2 separate regions of the Mus musculus genome follow, and region 1 is linked to region 2. Evidence: chromatin contacts called from public Hi-C data. All regions are on one chromosome and are shown on one strand. The core of a region is the stretch at or near the end of the contact, and the rest is flanking DNA. Distances in the headings are between cores, read along the strand shown. Region 1 holds the start of Larp1b (La ribonucleoprotein domain family, member 1B). Region 2 holds the start of Nudt6 (nudix (nucleoside diphosphate linked moiety X)-type motif 6).

Region 1 (3,068 bases), core at 235-2,734, 3.5 Mb before region 2:
GAAACCCTGTCTCCAAAAACCGAAAAGCAAACAAAACAAACAAACAAACAAAACAAAAACAAACACACAAAAAACTCGATTAATATTTCATAGTTCAATAAATATTATAATGCCTAGTACTCTGTGTAAATCTAGATATGGAGGGGTAACAGAGTGATCAACAGGTTTCTCTACGAAATTTTAAGAAGACTTGATATACCATGTTCTCTTCACTTATTTAGCAATGGTAGTAAACTGCTCTTTTCAGCAGGCCAGAATTGTACTAATACAAGATGGAGAGCAAAACTCAGTGCTTTTGTTTTGTTTTTCCTTAAGGTGTCAAAATTTAGTAAGAATTAATAAGGAGAGCAGAATGTCTATAATCCCAGTATCTTGAAGAAGACAGTGACGTGAGGATCAAGAATTCCACAACCCCCTGGGCTACACAAGTAGATAGTGTTTCAAAAAGCAAGCAAAATAACAAAAGCAAATAAGTTAGTGAGCATTTCTGCGTGCAAAACCTAAGAAACTAAATTGGTTCTGCGTGCAAAACCTAAGAAACTAAATTGGTTCAACATTTATCTCCCCCTACAGGAGAGATAAAACAATCACAATTGTACAGGATCCCTTCACCGCATTTGACCCTCACAACCCCATAAACATGCTCAAACTTCGGCTGTTCCACCAACTCTCCCCAGACCAGCGAAAACTTGCCAACAAAACAGCCGCAATTCCCACAGAAAAGTTCAGTTATTTTAGTGCAGTTTTATTAAAAAAAGAAAAAAAAAGAAAAAGGAGAGTTTTACTCAGCATTTCCATTCTAACTTTTTTCTTTTTGACTTCTCTTCGAACGCCTAATCCTCTACATCAATCGGCATACGCCACCAAATACAAGCCAGTCTTCATTTTACTTTCTAACTGCAGTTGCTGCAACCCAAATAAAGCCCCAAGGGCCATATTGCATGGGTCAGCATTCGAACGCAAAGGCACAACCCAATTGCTAACGCGCAGGCTACCGTGGGACCAGCTGTGCGATCCGGACTCTGAATCAACTGTCCTGTGTCAGGCATTCTGAAACACAACCACACAACCGCAAAAACACCTAATACCAGCTGCCTTCACAGCCACATCTACCTAGCAGCTTTTCGAGACTTTCGTTTCACCACCTCACTTCAGGAGCCAGCCCAATCGGACTTCCACTTACAAATCCGCTCGTCCCGACTCGCCTCTACTCTGTGTCAAGTTCCCGGAAACTTTTCCACGGTATTCACCGCGTCTAGGACGCCGACACGTGAAGGCACGAGCCCAGCACAGCCCCGCTGCCCAGTCACCCACGTCGTGCCCCTACCCGTCAAGGAGAACCTGAGGTCCCACCTCTTCCTGTCGCTCCCTCTCCTAGATGTCCATTTATGTAAATCGGCACGGTGAATGACACCTAGGAACCAAACACCTCCCGCGGACCGCACTCACCGGCCTCCGGGGAGTCCTGAGCGGGCGACGGCACGCCGGTGCCCACGGTGGACAGGTGCTGCGGCAGCTTCTTGGTCCACGGGTTCCCCTTTGGCGGCGGCGGCGGCGGCTTGTCCTCCGGGCCGGCTGCCGCTGGGTCCTCGCGGGCGTCCTCCGGTGGGTCCCGCGGTGCTGGCGGCGGCAGCGGCGGCGGTGGTGGTGGCGGCGGCGGAGGCGGCGGCGGCAGCGGCGGAGCCTCCCCGCCGAAGGGACCCCCGGGCGCACGCGCCTTGTGCGCCAGGTGCAGCGCCAGCGGCCTCACGGGCACGGCCGCTTGCGGCACGCTGTGTCCCAGCACGAGCGCCGGCGACGGCTCTCCCCGCGCACCCGCGCTGGTGGCGGCCGCGGCCCGCTCCTCCCTCGCCTCCTTGCCCTCCCGCTCGCCGGGCGCCGGCTGCTCCGCCCGCCGGCTCGTCGCTGCCAACAGCGCGTCCCGGTCTCCGGCCACGGCGGGCGGGTCCTCCCGGGTGGCAGCGGCGGGCACCGGGGCGCGAGCGGACATGGCCGGCCCCTGGCCCCAGCCTCCTGCCCAGCCGGGGGCCGTCCGGGTCCAGGGAGCCCGGCCGCCCCTCTCTCCACACGGGGGCACCGACCCGCTTCGGTCCTGGGACGCGGAACCCGCCCGCCGAGGCGTGCAGCGCCCGGCGTGCCCGTCCTCCCCGCCCGCCGAGCGGAGCGCTAACCGCCCGCCGCCTGGCCTCGTCGCAGCGCACGGCCGGAGCTCGCCACTCGCGCCGGGCGCGCCCGAGCCGCGAGCCCTCAGCGGGCGCGGGCGACAACGCGGCGCTCCAGCCAGTCTGAAGGATCTCTGGCGAGCTGCGGAGGCGCGCGCGGCCTGAGCCGGTAACTGTCCCTGAGGGCGGGGCATGCAGAGGGCGAGGCAGCCAGGGGCGGGGCGTGCAGAGGGCGAGGAAGGCTACTGGGCGGGGCGTACAGAGGGCGAGGAGGGCCAATGGGCGGGGTGGCCAGGTAGGCGGGGCGTTTATAGGCTGAGGCGGGCCGATGGGCTGGGCGTGCGGAGGCGGAGGCGTCCAAGAGGCGGGGCGCGCAAGGGGAAAGGCGTGCCAGTGGGCGGGGCGTGATGTAGGCAAGAGCCAAGATAATCAGCGTTCAGTAGGCCAGGTGCCCAAGGACCAGGGCGAGGGCCAGTCAGGGTGAGGGGCGGGGCGGGTAGAGGGCGAGGCAGGTTAGGGGGCGGGCACCCTGGAAAGTGACGTGGCCACTTGCGGGCATTCCCTAAACGCTGCGGGCGACCGCGGCCTGTGGAGTCTTCCCGAATGCGGCGGGCATGGTTTGATGAGAGCCCCGCCCTAGCGGATCGCGAGGATGAACCTGCTACGCTTGGGGAGCATCTTACGTCTGTGACCCAGGGACTAGGAGGACAATCTTCAGGAACCAGGAGGACCAGAAAGTCCATTTGCGCTAAGGTGAAACGCTTCAGGCTTTTCACGAGGGCGGGTCCTCAGGACCCAGGAAAAGTTTCCCAGTAACGATGTGGGCTCCAATAGGCACTCCTGATCCGGAGCCAAGTTCAAGTGAAGACCCAGCCTCGACATTACAAGAAGTGCACTTGTCGGTCC
Region 2 (3,267 bases), core at 580-3,079:
ACCTTTCCAGTGGTGTAAGGCAGTAGAGAATTGACATGTGTAAATGACAGTGGGAAGGAACTACTTGAAAAGCTGTTGAATCTGCAGAACAGAACAAGCTGTATCCTGATTGCTAAGGCAGATTAAACACTGTGCTAATGCTAAGACAGTCTTGACAATCTTTCTGGACACACAAAAAAAACTATGTCCCTCGTCAGTCTGCTCCACTTTTCAGAACCACTACACATCATACAAGCTAAAAGGTTTACCAAGTAGCTCATTTTTCAGACGTGAAGTCTGTCCATTCACCAAGCCAACAAAACTCATCTCAGACAAACAGCTCCGGAATCAAAGAGACCTGTACTCCAACACGGACTCTGCCAGCCACTGGTGCCTGGGTACCTGATATGCGACTCCGTTAGCCTTTTCTGATCTGTGAGATGGGGACCTGACCTTTCCGTACTCATTTTGACCACAGTTTCTGTGAAAAACCAGAGGAGCGGCACACGTGACGGGATAACTTAGGACTAACACCAGGGTGCGACTAGTCAACAGCAGTAACTAAACGCTGCCGTTGTCCCTACAGCCAGAGCGCTGTTAGGCAGTACGCGTTCATCGTCACAAGTTAGCGTTTGAGCGCAGGCTAGGCTCACTAGGTAAGAACCGTTTTTGCCGGGCTGACTGGACAGTGAGTCTCCAAGGAGCCAAGGCCACCTCGAGGGTTGCTAGTCAAGGTCCCGTGGCGTACGCCATCGCCAGTGCTCCCGAAGTACGTATGAAAGAGGAAAAAGTAAAAAGGCAATCCTCAACTTTTTGCAAAGAGGGCCGGGCGGGCGCCTCGGGCCGGGCCGCCTGGCGGTCCGCGGGCTCCCGCGTCACGCCCACCTCCACACGCCGCGCTCCCCTCAGGCGCCTCAGCCCCGCGGCTGCCCGCGCTTTCCTCACCTTTCTCAAGGAAGTTGGTCACCACCAGCATCCCCGGCGCCGCCGGGCTCGGCTGGGCGAAAGGAGTCGAGGTCCCTGAGCGGGACGGAGCCGCAGAGAGCGAGGGCGAGGCGCCCTCCGCGCCCTCCTTCTGCCGCTTTCGGTTCTTCTTGGAAGACATGACCGCAGGCTGTCGGAGAAAAGCAGCCCCGAGCCGGCTCAACGTGCGCGGCACGGGGATCAAACTTCCGGGTCAGAGGTCAGCGGCGCGGCGCGCACGCCGTAATGCTCCGCGTAGAAGCGCCACCCACGAGGCGGAGGCGGAGAGCGAGGGTCTCGCAAGACACCGTTTCGGAAAGAAAGAAGGGCTAGGCGTAGGCACCGCCGTTGACGTTATGAACCCTTGAAAAGTGGACTTCGGCTGTTCCGCTGCTTTGCCTAGTCCCGAAGCGAATGTGGTTGGGCTTAAAGTAACAACAACAAAATCCGAAAGTTTCTCCTCTCTGTTCCAGACCCGTCGAGGACAGTCAGCTCCACTAAGCTCTACCAAATGGCAAGTCCAGCTCAAGCTTAGCGGGTGGAGACACGTTTCGAGAGTTTACGGTCGGCCCTCCTCCCAGCGAAAAGGGGCGGAGCGAGCTCCGGAAGAGGCCTGAGAGTGTTCGCCGCGAGATGGGGCGGGGCGATCGCCGGAAAGAGGTGAGGTTGCACGGGGTCACGAGAGTGGGGCGGGAAGGGGCGGGGCGTGCTCCCTGGAGGAGACAAGGCTACGTCAGGCGATGTGGGCGGGGCGGGAAGGGGCGGGGCGTGCGCCCAGGATGAGACCAGGCTACGTCTGGCGTGGTAGACCGGGCAGGGCTGGAAGGGGCGGGGCGTGCGACAGGGAAGAGATGCTACGTCAGGCGATGTGGGCGGGGCGGGAAGGGGAGAACGGAAAGGCTAGGTGCAGCCATGTGGTGGGTGAGGAGGACCCGCTACTGGTTCTCCACATTGCTTTACGCGGGCGGAGCCAGGCTCCGGCCGGGGCGGCGCACAGCCTCGGGCGGCCTGGAGACCCCGGGCTCCTGCGGGGCCGAGCTACAAGGCGAGCTGGACAGATTTGGGGGCGTCTCGGTGCACTTGTCGCGGCACCATACGTTGCACGGGCTGGATGCCGCCGCCTTCCGGAGGCTCTTGCAGGGCAAGTGCGGGTCTCGGGCCCCGGAAACCAGGGCGGAGCGTGTGGGCTCTGAGGTGAAAGCTGAAAGGACACCCAGCGGTCCTCTCGCTGTGACCTGGAAGTGCCCTCAGCCACGTCCCGGCCCGAACCCTGAATGCTTGCCCCTGAGACTGACACGGGATTCGCAGCGCCTAGCACGGTGTCGGCCACGCCTTTAACTCTTAGTAAACACTGACAGCCTCACTGTGTGCTACCTTGCAACCTTAGTTTTGCTGCTACTTGGATTCTGCCACATGCTTTGCCAAGCAAAACGGTTTCCTAACCGGGATGGGTGCCAGTGCTTGCATCTACCCACAGAGCTTTGCAGTTTTCAGTAGGAACACATCACTGGTACATCACTGGCTTTGAACGGTGAACCCAGTTATCTGAAAGGATGCTTGTGTGAAGGAGTCCCCCTCACTTTGGGATAAGTGTCTGATTTGTTAGAACAGCCTGTTTTTCAAACTGAAGGCATAGCATGGAAATTTAGCATGGAATGGAAAAGATCCTTTCACATAACCAGGAAACCACAAATGATCTTTATTCTGTGAGCAACAAACACGGCAAGTTAGCGACTCTAATGCTGTTTAATCTTCAAACAAGGCTATTTAACATCATCTCTCCTGCTTATAAGTGCTTAGACTTCAACACTTTCACCAGTAGGAGAATCGAATCAGTTCATCCTCTGATATGTGCACGTATATGGATGGGCACAGGCATTTGCCATACTTAGATAGTTTTTCCCAGTGGGAGATGATAATCTAAGCACCACTCCAGAAGTGTATTGGATCTTGAAACAAGTCCAAGGTTCGAGTTCAAGATTGTGTTACGAACTTTTCCAGGTATTCATTAATCAAATGACCACTAAAAAGACTTCTAATGCTAGCCAGCTCTGAATACTGGATAAGTGTGATCAAAGACACGCTGAATGAGACCCCTTTAATAAAACATTTCACTGTCATTATCAAGTATTAGACATTGTTTTAAGAATCTAACAACTAGGAATGTATCTCATCTCCATAACCTGGAAGTACATGCTCTGCCCAGTTGAAGGATGATGGTGCCAAGGCCCAGAGACAACGGGTACCTCCCTCTGGCTCTGGTCTTTGCTTTCTTCACACTGTTCTTGAGCTTCCAATAGTTCTGTTGTGATGGAATTAAACCAA

Evidence for each region. Hi-C and Micro-C count contacts between places; a contact is called where the count stands out from the background.
Region 1: a Hi-C map of uterus shows a contact between it and region 2, with 7 times the contacts expected there. The contact joins the promoter of Larp1b here to the promoter of Nudt6 in region 2. A contact is called at or near these places in 1 of 39 promoter capture datasets (pre-B cells) and 3 of 484 Hi-C or Micro-C datasets (erythroblasts, muscle stem cells and uterus).

What each region holds. Positions count from the first base shown.
Region 1 is chr3:40,949,066-40,952,133 of GRCm38.p6, reverse strand. Larp1b (La ribonucleoprotein domain family, member 1B) reads right to left here and starts at 1,484. Exons shown (of 10, transcript NM_001040399.2): 1 at 1,450-1,484.
Region 2 is chr3:37,418,158-37,421,424 of GRCm38.p6, reverse strand. It overlaps Nudt6 (nudix (nucleoside diphosphate linked moiety X)-type motif 6), which reads left to right and starts at 1,829. Exons shown (of 5, transcript NM_001291044.1): 1 at 1,829-2,083. The coding sequence starts at 1,855. It overlaps Spata5 (spermatogenesis associated 5), which reads right to left and starts at 1,475. Exons shown (of 16, transcript NM_001163511.2): 1 at 925-1,475. The coding sequence starts at 1,084.